Regions from separate parts of the Mus musculus genome. Here region 1 is linked to region 2. Evidence: chromatin contacts called from public HiChIP or PLAC-seq data. All regions are on one chromosome and are shown on one strand. The core of a region is the stretch at or near the end of the contact, and the rest is flanking DNA. Distances in the headings are between cores, read along the strand shown.

Region 1 (2,700 bases), core at 30-2,529, 980 kb before region 2:
GTTGAATGAGTCAATATAGATGTTATCTTATGATGAAAGAAGCTGCAACGAACAAGTTAAGATAGCATTAGGTTGTGATCATGACTGTTTAGAATAAAGCAATGGTTTCATAGAGTTTGGGGATGACATCCTGACATTCTGGGCATGCTCGTCATGCAGACCCTGCCAAAAGGGAGTCCTAAAAGGACAGGGGGCAAAAAGAAGTGCAAAGAAAAAAAGGACTTGGGAGCAATTTCAGCTGCCACATAGAAGTCCCAACAGGGCTGTGGCCTAGCGGGTGGGCAAGCGGGAAGAAGGGAGGCCGGAGATCAGCAATGCAAGATCAAGATCCTTGATGGCAAGGAGCAAGCCACCAGTTTGGATTTTACTCTTTAAGAAAGTGGGAACTGTGTCATGAGATAAAAATCACAGGTTGATTACTGATAACTCTTTCACCTGCTGTTTACAGCACTACTTTGAACCCAAAAGAACTTAACGGTGATCCCAGTGGGATGAATATCTTGACTTCCTGACTTGTTGGGGGGAAAAGACAGATGAGTTATGAGCACCGTAAAATTTGTAATCACAGTGAAATGCTTTCAGTGCTAGAAGAAGGAGAATGAAGACAGCCCAGCCTAGAATATTCTGCAAAGGCTTCTTGGCTCTGGGGGTGGGGTAGCTTAGAACTTTGATCATTACAGACACCAATTCATTTCATTTAGAGTTTGAGTTAAATTTGAGACTGACTGTAGAGACTATTTTAATAATATATAAACCATGCCATGATTATTCAGAATTCCCTTTGTATACCCATGCAGAACTAGAAAATGACTTTACCAGTCATTTTTCAGTGTGACTTTTCCTCTCCAGTTGAGTTCCTTCCCGTGCAAGCACTGAAAAGCGCCCCAGTACACATCACATTGAGTGTTTGGACGTGGGTGACAGCGAATGTGCTGTGCTGTAATTAGAGAAGCAGCCACCTTGATTGGCTGCAGGAATTATAGAAACACCAAGCAACGCCGCAACAATTATGCCCCGGCAATTAGCAACCCATAAAGCAGCAGACCTCATTGATAGGGCTTTCCTACTCAGTAACAATATTGGAAAACAAATACCCTACAAAACAAAATAACAAGTAGCCAGCTCTGGCACAAGAACAGAACGTTGACTTGGCTGCAGCAGGGACTCTGGAGGCAGTCAGAGCCAGGCCAAGAGGAGTCGTTCCTGCGCCTAGGGCAGCTCTCTCAGCAATCCAGACAGCCAGTCAGCGCTCCAGCATGAGTCTGGGTGAAGCGCCTTGCTGGACATTCAACAGCCACGGAGGGAGTTCATCCAGAGCCTGTGAGCCAACTGAGCGCTTAGCTCCATTGTATAGACCAGAAGCTGTGAACCAGAGTGCTTATCCTCTTTGAAGTGGTAGGGCCTTACTATAAGCCATGACTTGAACAAAATCCAGATCCCCAAAGCAGAGCATTCAAATTCCCTGGCCCCTTGCGATTCCTCCTAAGGGTCCCCTACCGCAGAGAAGACTTTTACAAACTGTACAAGGCAGAGCCCAGTGTACACAAAGTTAACACGAGCCACTTGAGCTAAGCCATTTAAACAAGGTGCTTGCTTACCTCTCAAGTGATTCGTGTCAATTTTTGCTGCTTAAATTTAAACAACCTGTCCTGGGGAGTGTAGCTTCATTGTTCAGACAGAGACATCATTGCTTCTCAACATTTGGCTAAGATCAAGAACAGGTAGAGAAACTGAGTTATACTGAGATGATTGGGCAGGCTTGTTACAACTGGGACTATTCCATTCTTCCCAGCACCTTTTAAATAGACTCATCGCCCACTTATCATTGGGTAGTCCTTGTATGCCCACCTCTATCCAAGTTCACCCAAGCTCTTCCCTCTTTACTCTGGCCCTGTTTTTATTAGCTCCTGACCATGGTTTCTCCATCCTATGCTGATACGTGACTTTGCCCTTCCTCAGCAGACTTGCTTAAGTTTGGAGAACAGCTTCATTTTTTTCCCCTCTGGGTTGAATCACTCCCAAGCACACCCCACTTAACCAGCGTGCTTAAGTGCCTACGTGATGTATCTACCTGTGCAACCCAGAATGAAATACTTACTTAAGTTGCACCTCGGAGTCCCCAACTGCAATATGCCAGTGTCATTACATCACACAGTCTCAGGTTGGAGACTGTCCTGGAATCCTATCCCCTGCTGCACTTCTGTATCAAGTCCCCCGTGTGTTCATGGCGTTCCTCAACTGAGCCAGGCACTGGGAATGCTCAAGACCCAAAAGCTATCAGTTGCAAGTGAGATCGCTGTCCGTCCTGCTTTGCCTCACAATTTAGGGAATAAAACAAAACAAAACAAAACAAAGCAAAACAAAACCAAACCAAACCATTGGTTATGAGAAATCATACTTTACCTATACAATGAATGGCTTCTAGTTCCTAAATCTAATGTAGATCCTGGCAAATAATTACCATAACAATTAGAAGAAAAATAGTGCTACATTTAATGATCATGTACTAATCAAAAGCAACATATTGAACAATTCATCTGTGATACTTAATCCTTGTAAAGATTCTCAGTAAATGCTTGTATTCCACCACCCCCCCCAATATACAAAATAAGAAAGATGAACTTAAAAGAGGCTAAGTAACTTGCCTCGGGTCTCATAATTAGTAGCAGTAAAGACAGAATTTGTAATTAAGAACCATCT
Region 2 (2,700 bases), core at 189-2,688:
GTGACTGATGGTCATGGTCTGTTGCCCCTGACACAAACATAGACATATCTAAGAATAAGGAGTCTTCATTGAGAAAATGCCTACACTTCCTGGGACCAAGCCAGCAAGAAGGCATTTTCTTCACTGATGTGGAAAGAGCTAGCCCATTTGTGGGTGGTGCCACCCCCAGCTGATAGTCTGGGTGCTGGAGGAAAGAAGGCTGGGCAAGCCAGTATACAGCATCCCTCCATGGCCTCTGCATCAGCTCCTGCCTTGAGTTTCTACCCTGTGTGATTCCTGTCCTGACTTCCTTCAATGATGGGCTGTGATATGGAAGTGTAAGTCAAATAAACCCTTTCCTCTCCAAATTGCTTTTGGCCACAGTATTTATCACAACAATGGTAGCCCTAACTGAGACAGCCACCGAAGCTGCCATTTACCTGACAGTCTTATTTACTTTTCTATCACTGTGGCAAAAACCCCATGACCATGGCAGTTTATAGAAGGAAGGGTTTATTATGGTTCCTGAGGGTTAGGGTCCATGGTGAGGAAGTGGAGGTAGCAGGAGGCAGGCAGCTGGAGCAACAGCTGAGAGCTCACATTTAGAGTCTCAGACAGGAAGCAGAGAAAGCTAGCTCAAAATGGCACAAGTCTTTTGAAACCTCAAAACCTGCCACCCCCAATGACATACTTCCTCCATCAAGGCCACACCTCCTAAGCTACCCCAAACAACCACCAACTGGGAACCAAGTATTCAAATGCCTGAGACTTTTGTGGGCCATCTCATTCAAACCACCATAGTGGTATTCTCTTCACTGTCCGCAGACATCATAGGGGAAGGGTGACAAATAGGTCAGAATGCTGTTTTCCTACTGGGGCACCTGAGAGTCTGAGAGCCTTCCCTACCGCATGTGGTAAGAGTAAAAAGAGAGGACACCCCCCATGAACAAAGATGTCTGTAACTGTTTTAACCAAAATAACAAACACATTCTAATGTATAAACGTAGAGCCATGAGCTGAAGTATACACTGCCTCTAAAGCAAAGGTCTTATATATTTAATAGAAATGGGTCCTCCTGAGAGCATTTTAAGCGGAGAAAATAACAATATAAAACATTGGTTGGAAGCTGCTTGCTAAGCCCCCCACCCCTCCCACCCCACCCCCACCCCTCCCATCCCACCCCCACCCCGCTCATGGAGACAGATGCAGAGAGTGTGGACATGGCCTTAATTTTAGAGGGAGTGTAATTAGCTGGAGGGTTTTTTTTTCTGCCTCTATTTTTATGGTTGTTGCTACAATATTGTTTGTGCAATTACAAATGCTGAAATCAAACGCAAACCACTTAAGGACACTCACAACTCGAATTTCTCCAGTGGCACTAAACGACCATTGATCGAGCCAGCATCAACTCTGCAGCTGTCCCAGAAGCTGTCTGCAGAAGGCCCAGGCCGGAGAAAGCAGGAAAGAGTGCTGTGTAATCATCAGGGCCTGAGTTTGGATCCCCAGGCCCATAGGAAGCATTACGTGAGTCCTGCTCATGCAAACCTGTGCCCGGCCCCGCGATGGCAATGGAGGATAGAGACAGGAAGCTGATCTCTGGGGCCTGTTAGCTGCCAGCCTAACCCAAAGGCAATCAGGTCCTGATCTGGTGAGGGACTGTCTCAAGAGACTAAAGTACAGAGCAACCAAGAAGGCATCCATCTTGCTCTGGCCTCCACAGGAGTACACAGGCATAAGCGCCCGCACATCCATTCAGAAACACGTGCCAGGAGAAGGGAGGGAAATGAGAGGCAGAGCCCTATCAAATCACCAGATACATTAGAGAACCTTCAGGACACTAGAAGTGGGCTTTGGATGCAGGCTGGGAGGCTGGGGGTAGTTCATTGGAAGGGCGTGCTTAACATGTACGGGGTGGGGCCGGGTCCTGCGTATGATCCCCAGAAACATTCACACACAGTTTCTGAGTGAGACGAGCACAAGAAATGACAGCCATTAATAATGATACTGTCTGAACTCACATAGTGCCACGTTAGGTAGGATGGGCCAGGCGCCGCTGCAATAACAAGTCCCCATCTGGGTGCTTTAAAGCAACTTTTTGCTGATGCCACGGCTCCTGCAAGCTGACGCTGGAAGCAGGGGAGGAACTGACAAGCATGGAAAGCAACCACAGCCTGAGAAGTCGGAGGTCACTATGCCAGAGAGAAGGGCAACTGGAGGACATCTTCCTCTGGCAGCTAAAGAATCCAGTGAGGAAGTGACTACAATTTCTACAATAAGGTTTTGGGGAACAGGTTCAATAGTTATCTGCCCCACCTTAAGCTGGGGGGTCTCCAGGGAGCTGAAGGTACATTCAATCATCAATCATCCAAGCAGGAAGACATAAATATTTAGCAAAATGCATTAATACCTATCAGAAACACCTCTGCCGGCACTACCCCTGTATGGTGCATGAGCTCGCTTATTTAGTTCAGGTAACAAACGTACACATCTAAGACTCTTGGGTGAGCATGGCTATAGTTAGGATGAGACAGCAGCTCTGTCTGCGACAGTTTTCCAGCCTGGGACCATCACACTGCATGAAAGGGAAGAGAAAGTCCTATTCGAACCTGTTCCCTGAAGTCTGGGGGTGAAGGGCTGTGTGCTTCCACCCAGAAGCCATGTGGGTAAAGGGCCACGTGCAACTCATTGATGGTGGCATATCCCTGCAGAGAGAACTCAGAC

Evidence for each region. HiChIP or PLAC-seq counts read pairs in DNA pulled down with a chosen protein or histone mark.
Region 1: a contact with region 2 is called in an H3K27ac HiChIP or PLAC-seq map of VIP interneurons, with 8 times the contacts expected there. The contact joins two enhancer-like sites. A contact is called at or near these places in 1 of 15 datasets of contacts at CTCF or cohesin (stem cell-derived epiblast-like cells) and 2 of 115 datasets of contacts at active chromatin or transcription factors (VIP interneurons and embryonic basal ganglia).

Annotation. Positions count from the first base shown.
Region 1 is chr8:89,757,235-89,759,934 of GRCm38.p6, reverse strand. No RefSeq gene overlaps it. Among named protein-coding and RNA genes, the nearest start is that of Gm24212, 91 kb to the right of the region's middle. Within about 2 kb of position 1,279, at least 5 of the 459 cell types and tissues checked have an H3K27ac peak or open chromatin away from gene starts, as enhancers often do. A contact at or near this core is called in VIP interneurons, where this site is marked.
Region 2 is chr8:88,781,864-88,784,563 of GRCm38.p6, reverse strand. No RefSeq gene overlaps it. Among named protein-coding and RNA genes, the nearest start is that of Gm42034, 57 kb to the left of the region's middle. Within about 2 kb of position 1,438, at least 16 of the 459 cell types and tissues checked have an H3K27ac peak or open chromatin away from gene starts, as enhancers often do. A contact at or near this core is called in VIP interneurons, where this site is marked.